Linked DNA regions of Gasterosteus aculeatus: region 1 is linked to region 2. The links are chromatin contacts, called in public Hi-C maps. All regions are on one chromosome and are shown on one strand. Each heading gives the region's core, a stretch centred on a gene start, on an enhancer-like site or on the middle of the called end of the contact. The rest is flanking DNA. Distances are from core to core; before and after follow the strand shown.

Evidence for each region. Hi-C and Micro-C count contacts between places; a contact is called where the count stands out from the background.
Region 1: a Hi-C map of skeletal muscle shows a contact between it and region 2, with 12 times the contacts expected there. The contact joins two enhancer-like sites. A contact is called at or near these places in 5 of 6 Hi-C or Micro-C datasets (blood and trunk muscle, skeletal muscle, tail fin and 1 more).

What each region holds. Positions count from the first base shown.
Region 1 is chr1:10,153,124-10,157,447 of fGasAcu3.hap1.1, forward strand. No RefSeq gene overlaps it. Among protein-coding and RNA genes, the nearest start is that of npas1, 20 kb to the left of the region's middle. Within about 2 kb of position 2,773, at least 5 of the 9 cell types and tissues checked have open chromatin away from gene starts, as enhancers often do.
Region 2 is chr1:10,103,599-10,108,054 of fGasAcu3.hap1.1, forward strand. It overlaps npas1 (neuronal PAS domain protein 1), which reads right to left. Exons shown (of 13, transcript XM_040186657.2): 7 at 3,718-3,892; 8 at 3,460-3,572; 9 at 2,921-3,117; 10 at 2,721-2,827; 11 at 2,327-2,474; 12 at 937-1,049; 13 at 1-841. Among protein-coding and RNA genes, the nearest start is that of LOC120824999, 6.4 kb to the left of the region's middle. Within about 2 kb of position 2,648, at least 2 of the 9 cell types and tissues checked have open chromatin away from gene starts, as enhancers often do.

The DNA.
Region 1 (4,324 bases), core at 1,523-4,022, 50 kb after region 2:
TTCAAACGCATCTAGTGTTCTACAAAGAGAATACAAAGGCAAGGAGATCTAGGATAGTTTTCTCACAGCGTTAGAAAAAAAGAATGCATAAATATGTTAGTGTGAAACACTAAAAGATGTTCACCAACCGGATCACAGCCAAGTCTAACCGAACTCGGAGAGGCAACAAGGTCGAGCGCAGCCCATAAAATACATGTGTAACAATACCCCCATCAAAAGGCCCCATCTGCTGAGAAGACACAGGTAATGTGCCTGGCCCTATTTTAGAGGCGCTGGCTGTTCAGGGTCGCGCGGAGTGAGCGTCGGGAAGCCGGGCCTGCTGTGCTAGGGAGGAAATTCTCAGGGCGATCGATGCAGCGGATTAGGGCCGGCTTTGGGGCTCAGAGGCCTGGATCTGAGCAGTATTCTCAGCGGGGCCCCTGAGAGAGCCAGAGACGATAGCTGAGGGAAAGAAAAGAGGACCGGGGGAGAGGAGGAGCGAGAGGCTAACCTGGAACTGTCAGGAGGCCGAGGGAGGGTTGGTCCGGCTGGGAGAAGAAGAGCTGTCACGGTCCCAGTTGACATCATGAATGGTGCTGAGACTCGGCCACCCACTCAGACAAACGCTATCCAGTCTTATTGGATAAGCTGTGGAGCAAATGGGAGATTGTATGTCACAAGAGAGAGAAAACAGACTGATAATTATTGAGGAAGTTGGTTATTTCGCCTCCTTCATCTCCATTTTTTAATTTTCTTTGGGCCAAATTGGTAGTTGTCTTCTAACTTGAGGAGTGCAGCACACAACAAAAGGCTCCCTCCGTCTGCGAGTCTGCCTTTGACGCTCATGATTGGTCAGACTGTTCGCCAGCTCGCCGCTCTCCCCCGGGTGCAGACGGTTGGATCCATGATTCATTTTGCAATGAGGAAAAAAAAAATAAAAAAAGAGGAAGAAGAAGAGAGCGCGTGTGAGAGAAGAAACAGCAAAGACCACTGGGAAATTATACGGTGGAGCGGCGTGGTGGATCTGGAATTAAACGGCATAATTAATCGAGCAAAAAAACAAGCACGTTGCTCATACATTTATTATTTGCATTTTTTCCACTTCAGGAGATGTAATCAGCAGATATACGTTGCCCGCCCCCCCCGATCCATGTCACAGGGACCTGGAGGCCGAGCGCCCACTTAGACCACTGACCCTAAAGGTGCAGAGTGGGATCAGTTTTGTTCCACGCTTTATCTTTTTCTCACCATTACCCCTCCACAATGCCCTCTGCCTCCAAAGTAATCTCCACAACAACAGAACAAGTCCCACAGAATCATGTTGCTGTCTCCCCGTCCTTTAAATTAGGGTGTCTGCAAAATTGGGTTCACAACTCTGGGCTCTCTGTGGAGTTGTTCTGCATTATGCAGTGTGCGCACTTGACCCGATGAAGCAAAAACTAGCCACTTTCAGAAAGATAGCGTGGAAATATTACAGCAATATAATCACATTGCAGTAGGGGGCTTACAAAAGCATCGCAAATGCCTCGCAAAACAACTTTAAAATAAATAAATCACCATCGCAAACGTGGCTACAAAGGTCAAATTAGGATGCACGCCAATTAGCCGCCCTCGCAAAAACCCCTCTAATTATTTTTTCTGGCATGAGTATATTGTTGTAATGACTTTCATCAATGGTCCTCGCAATGCACCTGCAAGTTGGGCCAAAATCTGACTTCTTAAAACTTAGCTGTGTCATGTTGCTTTGAAACCTCATTTTACAAAGTAGTTTTTACTGTCCTGTTTGAAGATGATAAACTGCATTGATTTAGTAACTTAAAAATAATGTTGTCACGTTACAAAAGTTCCTAATCCACTACATTTAGTCTCAAAGTTGTTGGTTGAATTTGTTCTACCTTCTTGATCATTGCATGGCCCCTCGGTTTGATCTTGTCAGCGCGTATATTATTTACACTCACATCAAGTGGAAAGAACATTTCATGCATCCACACTACCTAGGATTTATCTTTCTTTGATCTATTATTCAAGCTTAGCTTACGCTTTGGCTTGTTTTTTTTGCGTGTAATCATTTATTTTCCTCCTGGTAATTAATACAATTTGATATTAATTCATCGCCTTATACAAATTAAGAACGGTTTAATTTGAAAAAGCAATAAAGCAACACATTTACACACTATTACGCCTCGTTATAAAATGTAGTCTTATTACTGTCTATATAAGTATTGATGGTAGAGAATAACAGCATGTTATTATCATAGGGAATTGATCACAGGATCCACAGCATTGCTGAATGTGCACGTGGAATGGAAGTCGCGGCCTCCATCATGAAACACCCCATCTTTCCCCTGGATCCCCGCCGCCTGCGCCACGTGCACCGAACCCTCCCCCGTTCCCGCCATGCATGAACACGCACGCCAAATAGTTTGAAACGTATCACTTTGCGGCTGTTCAATATCGGCTCGCTCCTGGAGCGCTGTCATCAATCGCGCCATCAATATGGAAATACCGCCGCGTGACCCAGGCATTAATCAATGGGCTCCTCGGGGAGACGGGGGGGGGGGGGGGGGGGGGGGGGGGAAGAGGCCACGGGGCACCTAAAATCATCAATGAGACGGATCGGCCCGCAGTCGGGCTCGGACAGTCCGTATTGATAAGAGCATTTCCACCTGTAGCGGGCCCGGGGCCCCGGGGCCGCGAGGCGGAGTCGGCGGCCGCATCTGAATTCAATCCCCGCCGCCGCAGCTGCTCCGAGCCGCGGAAAGACACGGCTGAGCGGAGCTACGTGCCTCGACTCGCCATAAGAGCGCGCGCTCTCCCTCTCTCCCCCTCTCTCTCCCTGCAGACGTGTCCCCCCTTCTCTCGGTCTACCTCACAACTTTAGTGGCGGTTGTTGTTGTTGTTGTTGTTGTTGTTGTTTGTCGGGTCGTGCATCGCTCTAAAGGACCACATCACGCGTCTTAAATGCAGAGAGCACCGATGGCTTCAAATTAAATTCTTTGTCTTTATTCCGAGGCTCACTCTAGCGAGCGCGCCCCCCCCCATCATCATCATCCTCCTCCTCCTCCTCCTCCCCCCCGCACGCTCTCTGGAGTTCAGTCAAAGCCATTTCCTCCAACTTCAAACCGCGCGAGCGGGGGAGAGGAGCTCCATATCAATGAGACGCGTCTCCGGATGCGCGTCTCACGCAATCGCCTCGGTGCGAGCGCGTGGATTAAAGCGCGTGGATGCGCCACCTCTGTGTGTAGAGACTTCCAAACCTTAAACCACGAGCGATTATGTCGACGCCCCCCCCCCCCCCCTCTCCTCCTCCTCCTCCTCCTCCTCCTCCTCTACCCGGCCGAGCGATGGCTGTATCCGGGTACTTTGTGGGACAATTCCGCCCCCTAGTGGCGTCTCTGCGTACGCACAAGGGAAAAAGCAGGAGATGATTGTGCTTTATTCTCTTATCTCACTTTTTAATTAGTTATTAACTGTCGTATCCCTGACGACCCCCGAGTGGCTTCATCCCCACGCTGGCCATTAGATCAAACGTTGACGATCGCCGTGTTTGACTTCCAATCAACTCCCACACCACTCACTCCCTTGTGACACCTCTTAAAGGTTAGAGTTCAAGGGTTGTGTGTCCTGTCTGCCCTTTTCACTCGCCCCTCTATCGCCGTGGCCCTTTTCTTTTTTTTCTGTCGGCGCCAGAATGGAGAGATGCACCACAAAGGTCATGGACATGGATTTCCTTTGGTTTGACTCAATGAAAAGGTCAGACGAGGGCACCGTGAAATGGCAGTGAGGCCTTCGCGTTGGCCTCGCAGGGACCCAAGTCCTTGGGCTACATCGCCCGGAAAATGGCACAGGCGGAGCCGGCGCCCCCCCACGCACCGTCCCACCCAAAAAAGAGCGGAGGCCCTTGTGGGCCACTGTGATCTCATCTGAGTGGCCCCTGAGTGGCTAATGTGGCCCTTCAACCGTATGCACAGCAAACAGACAAAACATGTGGTGGGATTTTGTCAATCTGGGTGGAACTGAACTTTTCAGAGCATTTTTAAATGAACATTGCTCTTTAATTATGCAAGTCCTGACGTCTCTGTATCAACAGATCGGAGCTACAGTGTGTTTCAATCCTCCAAAGCAGCTGCAAAACTGTTAGTAGAGTGGCGTTAATCTGAAGGAACGTGAGATGCCAGATTCCTGCTGCTCACATCAAGAGTCCTGTAACTTAGATAAAAAACATCTGCAAAAAGGATGTTGGGTAAGTAACTTATCAAGGGGTTTAGGTGTATATAGAATCAAAAATCTGCCTGTTGGATGTGGGTTTTTTTTAAACGTCGTGGCGCAGGGGTTAGAGATGGTG
Region 2 (4,456 bases), core at 1,398-3,897:
GCGTACAGGCTCTGGGGGCCCTGCGGGCCGAGGGCCAGCGGGTGGAAGAGGACCCGCCCCGCCGCGCCGCCCGCAGCCAGTCTCTGCAGCAGCTCAAAGTCAGGAGAGCTACCTACGCCGCCGCCGCTCCGGGTGACCAACCCCGACACAACCCTGTCCTCCCGTGGCAACGGCGAGGACACGGACATTGCGGGCGAAAGAGCGGGGGAAGGGGGAGTGAACAGCCCTTTAGGGGGGGCGTCGCTGCTGGAAGAAGAGTCCGGGATCGGGGTGGTGGGGCTGTCGCCGTTGAGGCTGCTGGAGGGTGTGTGTGCGTGCGAGGGTTGGGGCTGAGTGGTGTGCGCGTGGGAGGCGGAGGTCTGCGTGTGTGACCCCCAACGCCCTCCCCCGGTGGTCAGGGCTTCGTGTTCCGTCTTGATGCTGGGGCTGCCAGGCAGCGGGGGCTGGCTCACTACGCTTTTCAGCTGCTGGATCACAGCCCGCCCGTTGTGCACCCTGCTGCCCCGCTCCCCTCCGATGGGGGCGTCGCCGCCCCTACTCGGTTTGCCTCCTCCAGCTTCTTCCTGTTTCAGTCTCTCACCGTTTCCCCCCTGGTCCCACTCCGCCTCTTCCTCCTCCTCGCCCTCGCTTTCGCTGGCCAGGTCCGAGGAGGCCGACACGCTCTCCTCTGCCTGGCGGAGCTCCTCCAGTCGGCGGCGGGTTTCAGGAGGAGCCCCCTCCGGGTCGGACCTCAGCAGGCGCTTCCTCCTGGCCTCTGATTGGACGGCCGCGGTGGTAAATTTCTCTCTGCCTTTAGAGCCGGGGTCGCTCTTCCCCACCGAGCTCTTCATTGGGTGCGATCCTAAGGAGGAAGGGTGATTAAAGGGGCACCGAAAAGGTGTTTATGTGTGTCAGTGGGCATCATGGGAAAGAGCCAGTGTGTGTGTAGCACCGTACCTCGGGCCTGGGGGGAACTGTCGGTGGGGGATGAGCTGACCCGCAGTCGCTCTGCTCTTACATTCTCCGGTAGCTGCAGTATGTCCAGGGGGGTGTCGGGCAACTCTGTTCGACTGGATGATGTTAGAAATAGAGATGGATTCAAAAACGGACGGCGAGAAGGACGGACGTGATAATGTAAAAGGAGAGGCAGAAAACGGTGCACCGACACACGGATGATCAACGCTTAAAAGCCACAAAACAAAGAAACAAAAAAAACACTAATGCCTTTCTGACTTTGAGTGAATACTTTGAGACGGAAACAACATACAATCCGCCTGACAAACTCCACCTAGCAAATCAACCCGATTCTCTAAACAAACTGCCCTTATCACACGATACACAAGCACCGACACGCAAACTGACAAACACCGCCCTTCAAGACACACGCGCACAAAAACACACACACACACACACACACACAAGGCCCCACTCAGCAGCCCCCCAATACACAACTAAGCTCAGACAAGGAGGGGGCTGTTGGAGAACTTAATGAGCTCTTGTAATTACAGCACTAATTAACTAAAACACCATTCAGCCCCAAAATTCTGACCGAATCCATTTGTTGTAATTATATAGCGTCAGTCCAATTAGCATTGAAATTCAGCCTAGTCCTTTTGTTTTTGTGTCTGCCGTTGTGCACACATTTTTATCATGTACGAGCGTGTGCACATTGTGCGCATGGATCTTACAAATGTGTGTCTGCGTCAGTGTCTGGGTGAATATGTGTGCGTATACACGAGGGAAATAAGCAAAGCATATTTTGCCGAGGTTACTGCGGTCGCTGCGCCTGTTGAGTGTATAAATAAAGCCTTGGACAGAAATAATACTGCGTCATTTGAACTGCGACAAAAAGTGCAGAGTCTTCCCTCAAAATCTCCTTACAAGATTATTTAGAGTGATGATATTAAGTAGTGAGTGAGTCATGTTAACTGCATGTTTGCAAGCAGCTTGATATACTCTGCAGAGGAGGGACGTTTAAATAATTTGAACAAAACAAAAATAGATAAATAGTTACAAGAAAAAAGATCATCATAAGAATGCGCAGTAAGAAAACTGAGAAAACTGAGTTCTAACCCTAAAATCTGCTTTCTATAATGGACAAAACAATTTGGCAACTATAATATAATTTTGAAGAGAAAAACCAAAAGCATAAAATTCAATTTTTCATCTCAAAACTGTATAATATATATAAATGTTTGAATGTTTATATTAAAAATAACTGCTTGTGCTTTGCTTTGACGGCACCATTTGTGTTATCATCAAGTCTTTCATTAATCCCTCTTCATTTCATCGGCCCTTCAAAGGTTCTCTGCTAACCTCAGTTCACATGAGCACAGACTGTACTGACCTCAGGATGTAATTGACCCAGATGACGTTGCGTTCATGGGGGGCTTTGTGGTTGATGGACACGGTGGCGCTGGACTGGATCCACAGGTAGCCTCCTCTCCTCTGGAGCCAACGGTAGTAGCCGGTCACCACCTGGCCTTTCCTCAGCACTGAGAGCAGGGGGGGGGGAGATGGGGAGGAGGGACGCAGGACAGGACACGGGAGGGAGAAGAAGGGCAGGGAAGGAGAGAGTCATTGGTTTGGCAGTTCACGATGATGGCAGCAGAGGGCGCCTCTCGCAACGGGACAGAAGGAGATTTCAACTGGCTCTCACTCCACAGGTCAGACACCGCGTGTAGCGCCAAGGCGGCGTGGATCCATTACATACAGCAGACATGCGTGTAGCTGTGACTCACAATCCTCGTGGCTCTGCCGGAGGTTTTCCAGGTCTTCTATATGGATGAAGTGGTAGCAGGTGTGTCCGACCACCTCTGCCGGGGTCAGATCCATATACTCTGAGATCCTGTGGAGGCACGCACCAACAAAAAACACACTTGTACTTGTGTATTATTGTGTATACCGCCGCAACTCCTCACACACGGGGCAAAAGCCGTACCTGTTCTCACAGTATGTGACCTGCAGGTCCATGTTCACCCGGAAGACAAACATCTGGCTCTCCATGCGGACCTCATTGAGCGTGGAGGGCGGGAGAGTGTGCGCCAGGGCAACCAAACCCATCGGCCGGCGGCCTGAGCGCGTGGAGCCCGGCACGAGCGCAGGGCGGCAGCGGATCCGTCCCGTCACGTGGATCACCTGACAAACGGCAAAGACATCAGCGCGCGCTCGTTTCATGGAAGGACGCGTTTTACGCCGCCAGACGTTACACAACTCAGGGTAGAGAAAGTAACCGCAGCCGACGGATGGCAGCAGCACGGCCAGCGAGAGCAGTAAACTGTGCAGCAGTCCAGCGTAAAATGAGGTCACAGCCATAAAACACACTGAAAACGGGCAATTTGACAGTGCAGTGAGGCGCCAGCCGCGGAAACCATGTGACAAGATGCTTCTTGTTATTTCACTCTCCCAAAAAAAACAAGTAGGTAAATAGGAATAAAACTAGATGGGTTTTCAAAGTATAGGTCATTATTTTCTTTGTACCTTGTATCCGGAGGACTTGACATGCAGGCCTCTTTTGGTGAGCGTGGACTTCATGCGGATGAAGTAGCCGCGGTCCGGAGGATCATCAGCAGGAGAATGAGGACTAGACGGAGCTGTGGAGGATGAAAGAAGACGTAAAACTACAAAAACATATCCATCCTGCAGGATTCGTCATAAATGCACTTATTTTGAGATGTGTTTGAGATGTCGTTCTTATGTTTCTCTCTCAGCTTTGTGGATTGAAATCATAGCCAGTACCGGGTTCAGGGGTACCAGCCAGGGATGAGGTGGACGCTGAGCTGGAGGCGCTCTCGGGTCCCGTGTGGCAGCCGGCCTCGGCCCTCAGATGCGGGCTGATTCCCAGCCGCTCGGCCATCTCCACGTGGTCCGCCGGATGGATGTAGTCAAACACACTGCTGCCGGTCAGCTCCACCTGAAGAGAAGCGGATACGCTGATCAAAAAAAAAAAAAAAAAAACGAAGCTCAGAGCACAAATGCCTCCGGACGGCAAAAAACACACACACACACACACACGCGCAGGGAAAAAAATCAATATACATTATGGCAGGAAAATGAAAGCACTGCTCCAGGTTACAACTCAACAAGGAGTGTAGCGGTTGTAAGACATTCCCACGCACGCACACACGCACATACATACATTTAAGTCCAGTCTCAGAGGACCAAGTGACTACAGTATTACACAAATAAAACCGGGGGAGATAAAAATCAATTGTATTTGCTGATTAAAAACAGGTGAACTGCAAGTATCTCCAAAGGTCACATTACTATTCTTCTTATTCCCCGTGTCTCTGCCAGCCCCTTCATTCAGTTACAGTCTATCCCGGCAGGCATAAAGAGCAACGCAACAGCTCATACAGCTCTATATGATCCTATCATCATAATGCATCACAGTCACATATCTAATCATTTAAAGGTAATAATGGCGCTGCTCTTGCACGGCATCCATAAAAACAGCACAATCGGGGCGCCCGTGATT